3 separate regions of the Drosophila melanogaster genome follow, and regions 2 and 3 are each linked to region 1. The links are chromatin contacts, called in public Hi-C and HiChIP or PLAC-seq maps. All regions are on one chromosome and are shown on one strand. Each heading gives the region's core, a stretch centred on a gene start, on an enhancer-like site or on the middle of the called end of the contact. The rest is flanking DNA. Distances are from core to core; before and after follow the strand shown. Region 1 holds the start of CG7457. Region 2 holds the start of CG32369. Region 3 holds the start of Urm1 (Ubiquitin-related modifier 1).

Region 1 (3,564 bases), core at 457-2,956:
AAGTGTCACCACTAAAGATCCCTTCGACCATCCATTTTTCCAGAAATTCAAGGCTAAGTTTGAGAAAACCACAACAACAACAAATCAAAAAGCTTCCACATTAGCTGTAAATCAAAATCAAACTACCATTAGTCCATATTATGCAAAATATCAGGAAAACAAGGTTAAAACGGGAGCAAAAACCGTGCTTTCTTACGACTTTGGTCAAAATAGGAACACTACAAGTAGGCCAAAAAGTGCCTTTGATGTATACCTGAATTGGAACAAAAACTAATGGGATTTCCATTAGTGTGACAGTTTCGAGAATTGTAAATAAACGGTATTGATCGATGTAACCAGCAATATGCTAAACTTAATGGCAGAATACTCATGCATAATTAATCCATAAGCCTTATAAATAGGATTTAGATAATAAAATAAAAATAAAAACCATGCGAATGCGAAATTTACGAAAATTAATTCAATTTCAGAGACTGGTTGGCGGGCAAAGCTGACAACGCGCCGAATGTCGTCAAGTGCGATTGAACCGTGGTCTTAAACAGCTTTGATTAATTTTTGACAACCAGTTTTGGCCAAATCTTGTTAGCACAAAAACCGAGTTAGCACATCAACAAAGCCAAAGAATACGTGTTTTGAATTTTTCCCAAAAATGTTCTTTCATTTCAGCAACTTGCATATTACTTTTTAGGCATAACGGTCTGGTTATATGTATTTGAAATTAGTCGAGTTATTTGAAAGAGTCGTTTTGAAAACGCCTAAAAGAATGCGCATTTCGTATTCACAGTGTTAATTACAAGCGCAGAAACCTTTAAGTTTTCTTAACTACACATCAAATCCATACTTGGTGAACTTAAACATATTTATATGGTTGCAAATTAAAATCAATTAATCTAAAAAAAAAGTTTAGAATATTCAGTTGTTGAATTTGGTTCTACCTTTTTTGGTGTCGGGTTACTTATTTTTGTAGTGACTTTTTCAGCGTGAAGCAATTAGAAGAATTATTATACATTTACAAATTTTTCTAATGCAGTTATAAAAGGCTTACTGTTATTTTTTCACTTTTATTTTAAAAAAAAGTTTAAAATGTTCACTTCAGAAGTTTAAAGTGGACTTCACAAACAAGAACCTCAATGAATACTGCTCACAAATGTGTTTATTGTCCAACATAAACTAAAAGCTGGGATCGACACACTCATAAGTGTATCATATACTGCAGAATGCCTAAATTTGGGATCAGGTTTTCTGGTTCTTAAGTTCTTTCCCAAAAAAGAGACCTGAAGACAAAACAAACCAACCGAAGCCTATGTATACCGAAGTCAATCATATGTGTGTATATGTATGTATATAGGTTTTTTCGTTGCCCGCTTAACAACTCCCTTAAAAAAGCTTTTGCGACTAGATTTGCAAGATATGTACATGTCCCTATTTGCAGTTTAAAGCTTTCGTAAGTTCGATTTTTACTTACAATTTGGCTTTTCTAATTCATGTTGGCTAGTAAATGGATAATAGATAATTTTCGAAAAAAGTATTATATTTTGAATGTATAAGTATTAGGCATATAATTCATATATACTCAATATAACGGTTAAACACTTAAATTTATTAAAATTGATCAATAACGACAATGTGACCATATTCTCTTTACAGGACATCGAATCAGAGAAATAATCGATTGTTGTATCGATCTCTACGAGCATCGATAGTATCGAAATGTTATTACTCATCGCTAGTTCCCGCCGATCGCAAAATATAATGTTTGGAATGTTGTGAAATTTATTGTATTGCTTATTCTTCTCCTTGTCCCTTTTTGTTTGTGCTGTTTAATGGAAGAGAAGCGCTACCTTAAGCGCAAGGAAAAGGCGCGCAGCGATGGTAATCGAGATCAGGTGGCAGTCAGTTGCAACCAGCTGGGCGACTTCTACAACCAGCAGGGCAAATACACCGATGCAGTCAGGGAATATGTCCAGGAGGCCCAGATATACGCCTCTATGGGCAAGGAACTGGAGACGGCCAAGGCCAAGAGGATGGTCGGCGAGATGTACACGCTGCTGTGCGACTACGATGCAGCAAAGGATCACATCAACGATTACCTGAGTGAGTTGTTGGTATTTCAGAAAAGGATCCCCTTGTAAATCCGCCAAATCTGTATTCCTAGAGATTGCGAAACGATTAAAGAATCAGGTGGAGGAACAGCGAGCCTATGCCACTTTGGGACGTGTTCATCTTCTGCACGGCCAGAGCCTGGCGGACAGTTCCGCTTCCGGATCAATGGAGCAACTTAAACTGGCCGAGAAGAACTTTCTTCGCAGCCTGCTGCTGATCAAAGAGTAGGTTGTCATCATTATGACGAAGATACAGGGTTGCATAACACAATTTTACAGCCTTTCAGGTCAGATTTCGAAGCTAGAGCAGTTGGATATGCAAGCTCGCTGCTACCTGAACATCGGCGTAGTTAAGGAGCACATGGAAGCTTTCCAAGAGTCCATTGAGTACATCGACAAAGCCATTAAGATCAGCAAAACACATGAGTTGTGGGACCTGACCCATTTGTGCTACATTTCAATGAGCTTGCTCTACATTTGCAAAAAGAACGACGCAACGGCTGCGCTTCGATTTTGCAATATGGCTTTGGAGGTGGCAAAGCGGTTTCCAAACAAGGTTAAGAAGATCTGCGAGACGCTTATCACCAAGGCAGAGATTCTTATTAAGGCAGGAGACTTTGCCAGCGCCAAGCAAATACTTACCAAGGCTTACAAGAAAAACACGCCGGATGAGAATGATCGTGTGAATATTGAGAAGCAGCTAAGAATCGTAGTCAAAGTCTGCCAGACACTAGATGAACTGGTACTTACCAGTTCCGTAGACTATGCCAAATTGAAGGGCCTGTACGAGAAACTCGGCGACGGTTGCTGTCATCTGATGAACTACGAGAAAGCTCTGACTTATTACCAAAAAATGTTAGAAAACGCTGAGCTCAATCAGGAAAGTGGCAAAAGCCTGGTGCCCATCTATGTGAGTCTCTATCAAACATACCGAGACAATGGACAGTTTGACAAGGCCTTGGAGTACCTGTGGAAAGAGTTTGAGCTAAACCAGGATGCTCCTTCAGAGGCGTTCACCACGCTCTGCACAATTGCCGAGATATGCGAGCAGCAGTCACATCCTTTTTGGACCGTTCACGATGTTTACCAGAAGGCTCTGCGACAAGCCGATAAGGCTGGGAGCTGCTCTGACAAGCTGGTAAAGATTGCTATGGTCAGACTGAGGCGGCTAATGCTGAAGCATAACATGCAAGTTCTTGTTGAAAATCTGGAGGCGGATGCAACAGCCAAGGGCATTGATCTGGATCAGGAAGAAAGCGTGGGCGACGATGAAGAAGAATCGGACGGCGGCGGGACTGCCGTCCAGCAAAATACTCCCGACTGGGACGACGATTTCGATCTGGCCACCCTAACCGACTCGGATGCCAGTGATCTGGATGAGACTGAGAAACCACGTCCACAGAGAACCACACGCGGTAATAGAACCCTTGTCATTAAGAAGAACAACAAGGGCGAGACACAG
Region 2 (3,306 bases), core at 192-2,691, 83 kb before region 1:
AATTTCCGTTGATGAACAACAAAAGCAGCGCCAACTATTTGAGAAATGGGAGCTGTATAACCGGTACACAGTCAAAATTTAATTATATAATTGTACATGGTATTAAAATATATGGTACTACTAAAATAACGTTAATTGCTAAACAATTAAAGATTATTGAGATTCTACAACTCAGAAATTTGAAAATATATATTAGAATAAATTTTGTTAATTTTAATATGTTTTAATCTGTAAACTTTCAAGCTTTGTTTTTTTTTTGAATGCAGGCTTAAACCAGACCCAGACCTGAGGCAAAGCAATTCGATTACTTCCCTATGGGGAAATGTTGCAATAAATGCGAGCAATGCTCAAACATAAGCGGACTCCACTCGCCCGCCCCGCATATTTTTATACTGTCCAAGACTTACGAAAGCGAAAAATGAGTTAACAACAACGGCCACTCAAAATGTTAATGGAAACGCAGCAGCAGCAGCAGCAGCAGCAGCATGAAAACTGGTAGTATGCAGGCAACCGCTAACAGACAACGTTGAACTTGAGCTTGAAATACAAGCCAAGCGGAGCCAAAAGAGAAAGACGGGAAGTAGGGGGAGGGGAAGCGATACGCGGTTGTTATAAGCCAAGTTTGTCGACAACTGCATTTGTTGATCAACCCAAATGAGGTCAACGCGTCGTATACGTAATTTGCGTTAAATGACAAAACAATATGTAATAGCCACACAACACTTACGAAACGCAGATATTCGATATTACAGACGAACTTTAACAACTCTGAGCTCTATCGGGATAGGAAATCTATAGCTTCAAAACCTGTTTAAGGATTATAAAATTAATACATCTTGTAATGACATGTCTGAGAATTAATCAACTTATATTTTCACAGTTTAATCTATTGTGTATTTTGTTATACAAATTTCGTTATTAATTTTATAAGTTATTTGAGTAAGCTTTTATTCTATTTTACATAATCTAAAAACTATATTTGCGTATTAAACAAAATTACAAAATTTTATATATGTAATTTAGTTTAAGTAACAGAAAATCGACCGTATCTGTTGTGATTATTGATGTTTGCTTGGTGTTTATATGGCTGTAGTCTGTTGAGTGGCGCCGGAAATGCGCATCATACGATAAATGACGCCCACTGGCAAACTAGCACCCCCAACACCACCCACTATCCCCCAACCCAATAGTTTTGCAAATCACCCACCGCAGCCCCCGCTGCCCCATCATTTTTCTTGGCGTCGCCTGTTGTGACAGTTGACGGTTTGCCGGCAAAAATTAAAAAAAAAAATAAAATGCCAGAGAGAGAAGTGCTAAACAAAGAGAGCTCAAGGCACAGACATCGATGACGCAACAGACACATCCACGGAGGCGTAAGAGAGTCGACCCCAAAAGAGAGCGCCAATTTTTCGCTCCAAGCCAACGACTGACTTTTCACAGCAGTCATTCGCTGTTGAACAGCGGCCGTGGCAAGTTCAGACAGCAGGGAGAGTTTGAAAAAAAAAACCAGGCCGTAATACAAATACAAAAAGCAAAATAATAAAAATTATACAAAAAAAAAGTATGAATAATAAAAAAGGCAAATAAAAAAGCAACAAAGTGGAGCGCACCCCATAAGCAAATCATCGCCGAGCCACTCGAACACGTTGCCGCCGTTGCTGCTGTTGTCGCTATTTCTTTCGCCCAGTGCGTTCGCTCTCTCTCTTTCTGTCTCGTCGCGTAACGTAAGCGTATTACAAAACAAACGCCAACGTAATCAAAGAAATAAATAAAATAAAATAAAGGTGCTCGCTCGCGTGTTTCTCGGTGTGAATAAATGAAATAAATAAATTAGTCACAAAATATAAAAAGGGGGTCCAAGTGCAGCCCCCCCCAAATTGCCGCACACCCTTTACGAGAAAGAAAGAAAAAAAGTTAACCCGTGTGTGCGGCGGGGTTACGTAAAGCCGACGGACAAGCGCCGTTCCAAGTTCTTACAAAACAAAAAAAAAAATATATATAAATATCAAACAACACATAACACGAGTGAATAGATTCCCCAATTCGATTTTTTCGCACGCGTGTGGCTATAAATTTTTGGCAAACAAAAATATATACAACTAAATACAACAACAAAATTTTAAATAAATTGCAAGAAGAAGAGGGAGAATTTCGTGTGTTAGTGTGTGTGTCTGTGTGTGATTCTTGAGCAACAGTACACGCCGCACCCCCCGCGAAAAACCTACCCTTTTTTGGGGAAAAACAAGGAGGCGCGGTTCAACAGCGACAGGTAATTCCATTTCTGCGCTCTCTTTGCCACTCTTTCGGGTTCTCTTTGTGTGTGTTACGACATCAAACCACATGCTATGCCTCTGTTTTCAATGTGAATGAACGCTCGACAAAGTTGCGTTTTCAAAGATTGGCACATTCAAGTCTCTCTCTTAGTTTTTCGCTCTTTGTCGGGGAAAACAGTTTTTCATTTGCTATCTGCAATGATTGTGAAAACAAAAAGTGCACTGCTTGAGTCTAGCGGAGGGAAAACTGCAGGGGCGGCTCTTACGTGTTGCCATATTTTTAAAGGCATTACTAAGCGTTTTTTCCGCGCTGCTTTGTTGACGTTCTGTGGCCAATTGAATTCGGCCTGCACTTGATAATCATTTATATTTAATGTGTGATAAAACTTCCGTGGAAAAATATATATCTTAACGATTTCGCGATAAATTAGCTCAGATAAGCAAAAAACAAATGGTGGAAAGAACGATTTGGGAATTTTAAAAGAAGTAAAATTAAGAAAATAAACAATTCAACCTCGTTAAATTATAGTTGACACAAATTTTATATACAAAGTTAAAGTATATAAAATATAACTGGTAAAAAAAAACGTCAGTTTTTTTCATTTTCATTTCATTCATTTTCCTTGAATCTGTCGCGTTGTCATCGCTTTCGTAATTCTCTGGTTAACAGTTTCCAATCCCCGATAATCTACTAAAGATTCGCCAATTTGTCGGGGTCACCACCCAATATTCGTCAGCTACCAAAGCGAGAAACTGGGCTCCTTCCCTCTCCCCCCCTCGACCGCATATGCCCCTCTCACTCGGTTGACGTTTAGCGTTACGACACGCAATGTACTACGAGTATTATGCGACGTTTGCTGCCAATGAACAAGCCGCAACAACACAGTTCGCCCACTTGGCCCAAAACGAAAAACGCCAAAGGGGTTGGGGAAATGCTGAAAAAATATGGTTAGCTCGAAAAGAGGAAAAACCTATTTGCATACGTCATCGGGCGAAAAAGGTTCGTCATGACTCAGAGTCGAATATCGAGGAA
Region 3 (3,537 bases), core at 752-3,251, 86 kb after region 1:
GCGCACGGCTGTGTGTGGGCGATTCCATTTAAACAATTAAAGCAACATAAATTAAAAATGTGGTCAAGCGCCGGTCACCACCAACAGCGACAAATTGCATGTTCTAGTGGTAACTAGAGCCACATCTGCCACGCCCCCACATCAGTGCCATTAATTCGAGCATATTAATTCGTATCCACATGCCACTCTTCCTTGTGTGTTTTTGGTTTTGGCATAATACCGCAAACGGGAAGCTCCCCCACTCACTTTTCTTGTTAATCAATTACAAACTGCAGTACGTACTCAATATTTGCCGAATTACTAGCTCTATTGTTCCGAATTGGTTGGAAAATCATTGGGAAATACAATCGAATTTTTTGGCAGCAATATCCTAAAGTAGGTCAACACTTTGAATAATATTTGCAAACGCCTTTCCTACCGTTTTAAGCGTGAGTGTAAGTGAATTTTAATCGATGTATAAGTGTTAAATAATCAGCTCCTAATTGGTAAGTACAAGTGTAATTATTATTAATTTTTATTTTTGTATTTTTTAAAGAGAATCTTATCTTATAAGATTGTAATATTGGTCGGTTTAATGTAAATTAATTTTAGCTTAGAAATGTTAGAATTTTAGGATTTTAAATTTTTAATATTTGTTTTTAGTATCAATAAGTAAAAATAGTCAGTATCGATTTAAATTTCCGTTGTCAGTGCAATGTTGCCGTTTCCTGTTTCGGTATTCAAAAGGAGAGTTGGTATATTTTGAATAGACGTATCGTTTCTGGATTCTTTTAGCGCCCAAGTGTGGGCCACACTGCAACTCGTGTTATTTAACGTTCGGCAAAAACAGCTGTTTATTTCTACTGAAATAAGTAAATTACACCATGTTAGGCCTGCGAGCGATGCTGCCAAAAGGGAAACACTTTGCTGTTGTCCTGGGAAATGTCAGCCGTCAGATTACCCTGCCCCACAACTGCAGATGCATTACTAGTGCCTCATGGACAAGACCACAGCAGTCACAACCACAGAACTTCCAGCAAAACAGGTGGCTTTCGGTGAAGTCGACGAAAACTGAATCCGACGATGCACTGCAGCGGATCTACTATGGAACTCTTGCGCCACGCATGAAAATGGTCAAGTTCTTTTCGCTGAGCACCAGCTTAGCCGGCTTGGCCGCCCAGCCCATTCTTCTCGAGCAGGGAATGAAAATCGGAGGAACTGGAATGGCCGTATTCCTCTGCACCGTCGGTGGATTCTTCACCTTTGTGACTCCTCTGCTGCTGCACTTTATTACCAAGAAATACGTGACGGAGCTGCACTACAATCCACTAACGGAGGAGTACACGGCCACCACAATATCCCTGCTTCTGCAAAAAATCAAGGTGGGTAGAGCAAATTTAAAAGAGCTTGCCTTCAATGTACATATTATTTACCTTTTAGACTACTTTCCGACCAAATGATGTGGTCGTTCCGGAGGTTCCCGGCATGTTCACCTCTTTTCTGGTCAACAAACGACCTCTGTTTGTGGATCCAGCGCTTTTCGATGATCCCGAGCACTATGTTAAGATAATGGGTTACGACAAACCGATCGATTTCAAACTGGATCTGACTCCGAATCCTGAAAAGTCGAAAACGAGCGAGGAGAAGCAATAAAAAAAACGCTCTTTATGATAACGTGTTTTTTTTAATTTCATAAATTCACAACGAAATGTAAAATGTCTTCTTAGAGCACAGATCATAATATGCTAATGAAAACTTTACCTAGCGTTCCATTGGAATGCCACCTGTTTATGTTTCTCAATGGGAATAATTATAATGCTGAGTCCCCTCGTCGAAGGTGAATGGTAAAGGTAAATTTACGTACAAATTATAATTTCTTTCAAAATGCAATAATTTTTGGAAGTTTAGAGCATGTGGTTGCCAGACTTTTTAGAAATTAGGATTCTATATTTGGTATTATTTTTGAATGGTGGATTTTTTTGAAAAGCTTAGACGCGGTCACACATTTATTTACATCGAACATATGATGGGCACGCCGGAATTAAAAATCATATTAGAATTCAGGTATATAAAGCCTTGTTCGAATTATTATTTCCAATAAATGAGACAATTTGTAATTTAATTTCGTAGTGCAGGGGCGGAGTTACTATTTGGTAACATAAAACGCCGTGAATTGAACTTGGACGGTAAACAAAAATGTATGTTCTAAAAGATGTTTTAAACTTGAGTGAAATCGGTTATGAATTATATATATTTTAAAGGGACTATTGCTAATCTGCTTAAGTGGATGCATGCGAATATTTTAACGGAGCGTCCGGAACTTTTTCTTCAAGGAGATACTGTGTAAGTTTGGCTTAAACTATAAGGGATACATAGTCTATACTTTCTATTGTATGTTTTCAGGCGACCTGGAATTTTAGTACTCATAAATGATACAGACTGGGAATTGCTGGTAAGTAAGAGTACAGAATATGGAATTCTAAAAACTATAATTAACTCAACTTCTAGGGTGAACTGGACTACGAGCTGCAGCCCAACGACAATGTGTTGTTTATATCAACTTTACACGGTGGTTAAAAAACGTTCTGGAATCTAAATTATAGGAGAAAAGTTTATTTTTATACTACAACCCATTAAATTGTATTCAAAAAACAAACAAAAACAGTTTTTGACTGAATCAGAATTACGTCCCTTTACCAGAGGCAAAGGCCCACACGATGGTTCGGGTAGTAAAGTTTTCATCATATCATCTAGAGATTGTAAGCTAGCAGGTTTTCGCTATTTATAAAAGCACAGCATTGAACAAGCACTTGGGAATTGTAGGGAAGTTAAAAATAGAACAATCCAGATGCGGTTTGGCGGGTAATTCGAAGTAAGGACAACACGTTAGTTTTACATTGAAGCAACATTTATTGAATTTAAATTTTCGCTTAAAATTATTTATCGAGTTATTATGAAGTATAGATATATTTTTTTAATGTTCGTTTACGATTATTTTAACTATAGGCACTTAGGTTACATATCAACTAACTGTACGTAATGAAGTTCGATTCAGATATGTTGGGCATCGGCCACGCCCCTTTTTCGGGTGCTGCTCATGGCTCCCATCGATTTCTGTGTGTGTGTGGTGCGGATCGTTCGATTGTGTGGACTAAGAACTAGATATGTATGAAACTTGCTTCGACATTGACACGCTGAATTCAATAATTTCGACTGATTTTTCCGATAAACAAGGCAAAACGAAAAGCAGCGACTATGACAAATTAACGAAAACTAAAAATGTAATAAATAATAAATAACAAAAATAATGAAATAAAATTAGCGATCGAACGTAATACGATGATACTACATGGGATCCGATGAAACCGTTCTGCTAAAGCTATTAATGGGGATTTATACTATATCTAGATGCGATGCTCCAGGAGCTCCTCTATTTGCCGCTTTCCGGACTGGCGGACTCCGCTGCGTGGGCGTAGGATCGATATCGCCGCAGGATTACCGTGGATGCACTCGTCGTTGAAGCTCCGGATGCTCCAGTCGTTGATGTGGACCAACTGC

Evidence for each region. A called contact is a pair of places that touch in the nucleus more often than the background predicts. HiChIP or PLAC-seq counts read pairs in DNA pulled down with a chosen protein or histone mark.
Region 2: a contact with region 1 is called in a Hi-C map of the Kc167 cell line, with 2.6 times the contacts expected there. The contact joins the promoter of CG32369 here to the promoter of CG7457 in region 1. A contact is called at or near these places in 5 of 107 Hi-C or Micro-C datasets (the Kc167 cell line, the OSC cell line, gastrula embryo and 1 more).
Region 3: a contact with region 1 is called in an H3K27ac HiChIP or PLAC-seq map of the Kc167 cell line, with 3 times the contacts expected there. The contact joins the promoter of Urm1 here to the promoter of CG7457 in region 1. A contact is called at or near these places in 8 of 107 Hi-C or Micro-C datasets (the Kc167 cell line, the ML-DmBG3-c2 cell line, the S2 cell line and 2 more) and 1 of 6 datasets of contacts at active chromatin or transcription factors (the Kc167 cell line).

What each region holds. Positions count from the first base shown.
Region 1 is chr3L:7,724,615-7,728,178 of dm6, reverse strand. CG7457 reads left to right here and starts at 1,706. Exons shown (of 5, transcript NM_001316447.1): 1 at 1,706-2,094; 2 at 2,156-2,327; 3 at 2,382-3,564. The coding sequence starts at 1,824. All of the region lies in intron 1 of CG32373, which reads right to left. It overlaps CG8492, which reads left to right. Exons shown (of 1, transcript NM_139894.3): 1 at 1-375. The coding sequence ends at 274.
Region 2 is chr3L:7,807,960-7,811,265 of dm6, reverse strand. It overlaps CG32369, which reads left to right and starts at 1,441. Exons shown (of 7, transcript NM_001259731.3): 1 at 1,441-2,269.
Region 3 is chr3L:7,638,910-7,642,446 of dm6, reverse strand. Urm1 (Ubiquitin-related modifier 1) reads left to right here and starts at 2,001. Exons shown (of 5, transcript NM_206296.3): 1 at 2,001-2,043; 2 at 2,110-2,177; 3 at 2,241-2,322; 4 at 2,383-2,431; 5 at 2,488-2,636. The coding sequence starts at 2,006. The coding sequence ends at 2,556. Pura (Puratrophin-1-like) reads right to left here. Exons shown (of 17, transcript NM_206294.3): 17 at 2,874-3,537. The coding sequence ends at 3,410. It overlaps CG7506, which reads left to right and starts at 799. Exons shown (of 2, transcript NM_139887.5): 1 at 799-1,361; 2 at 1,420-1,649. The coding sequence starts at 864. The coding sequence ends at 1,632. snoRNA:Me18S-A1806 (a small nucleolar RNA gene) reads right to left here and starts at 2,730; the gene lies at 2,653-2,730.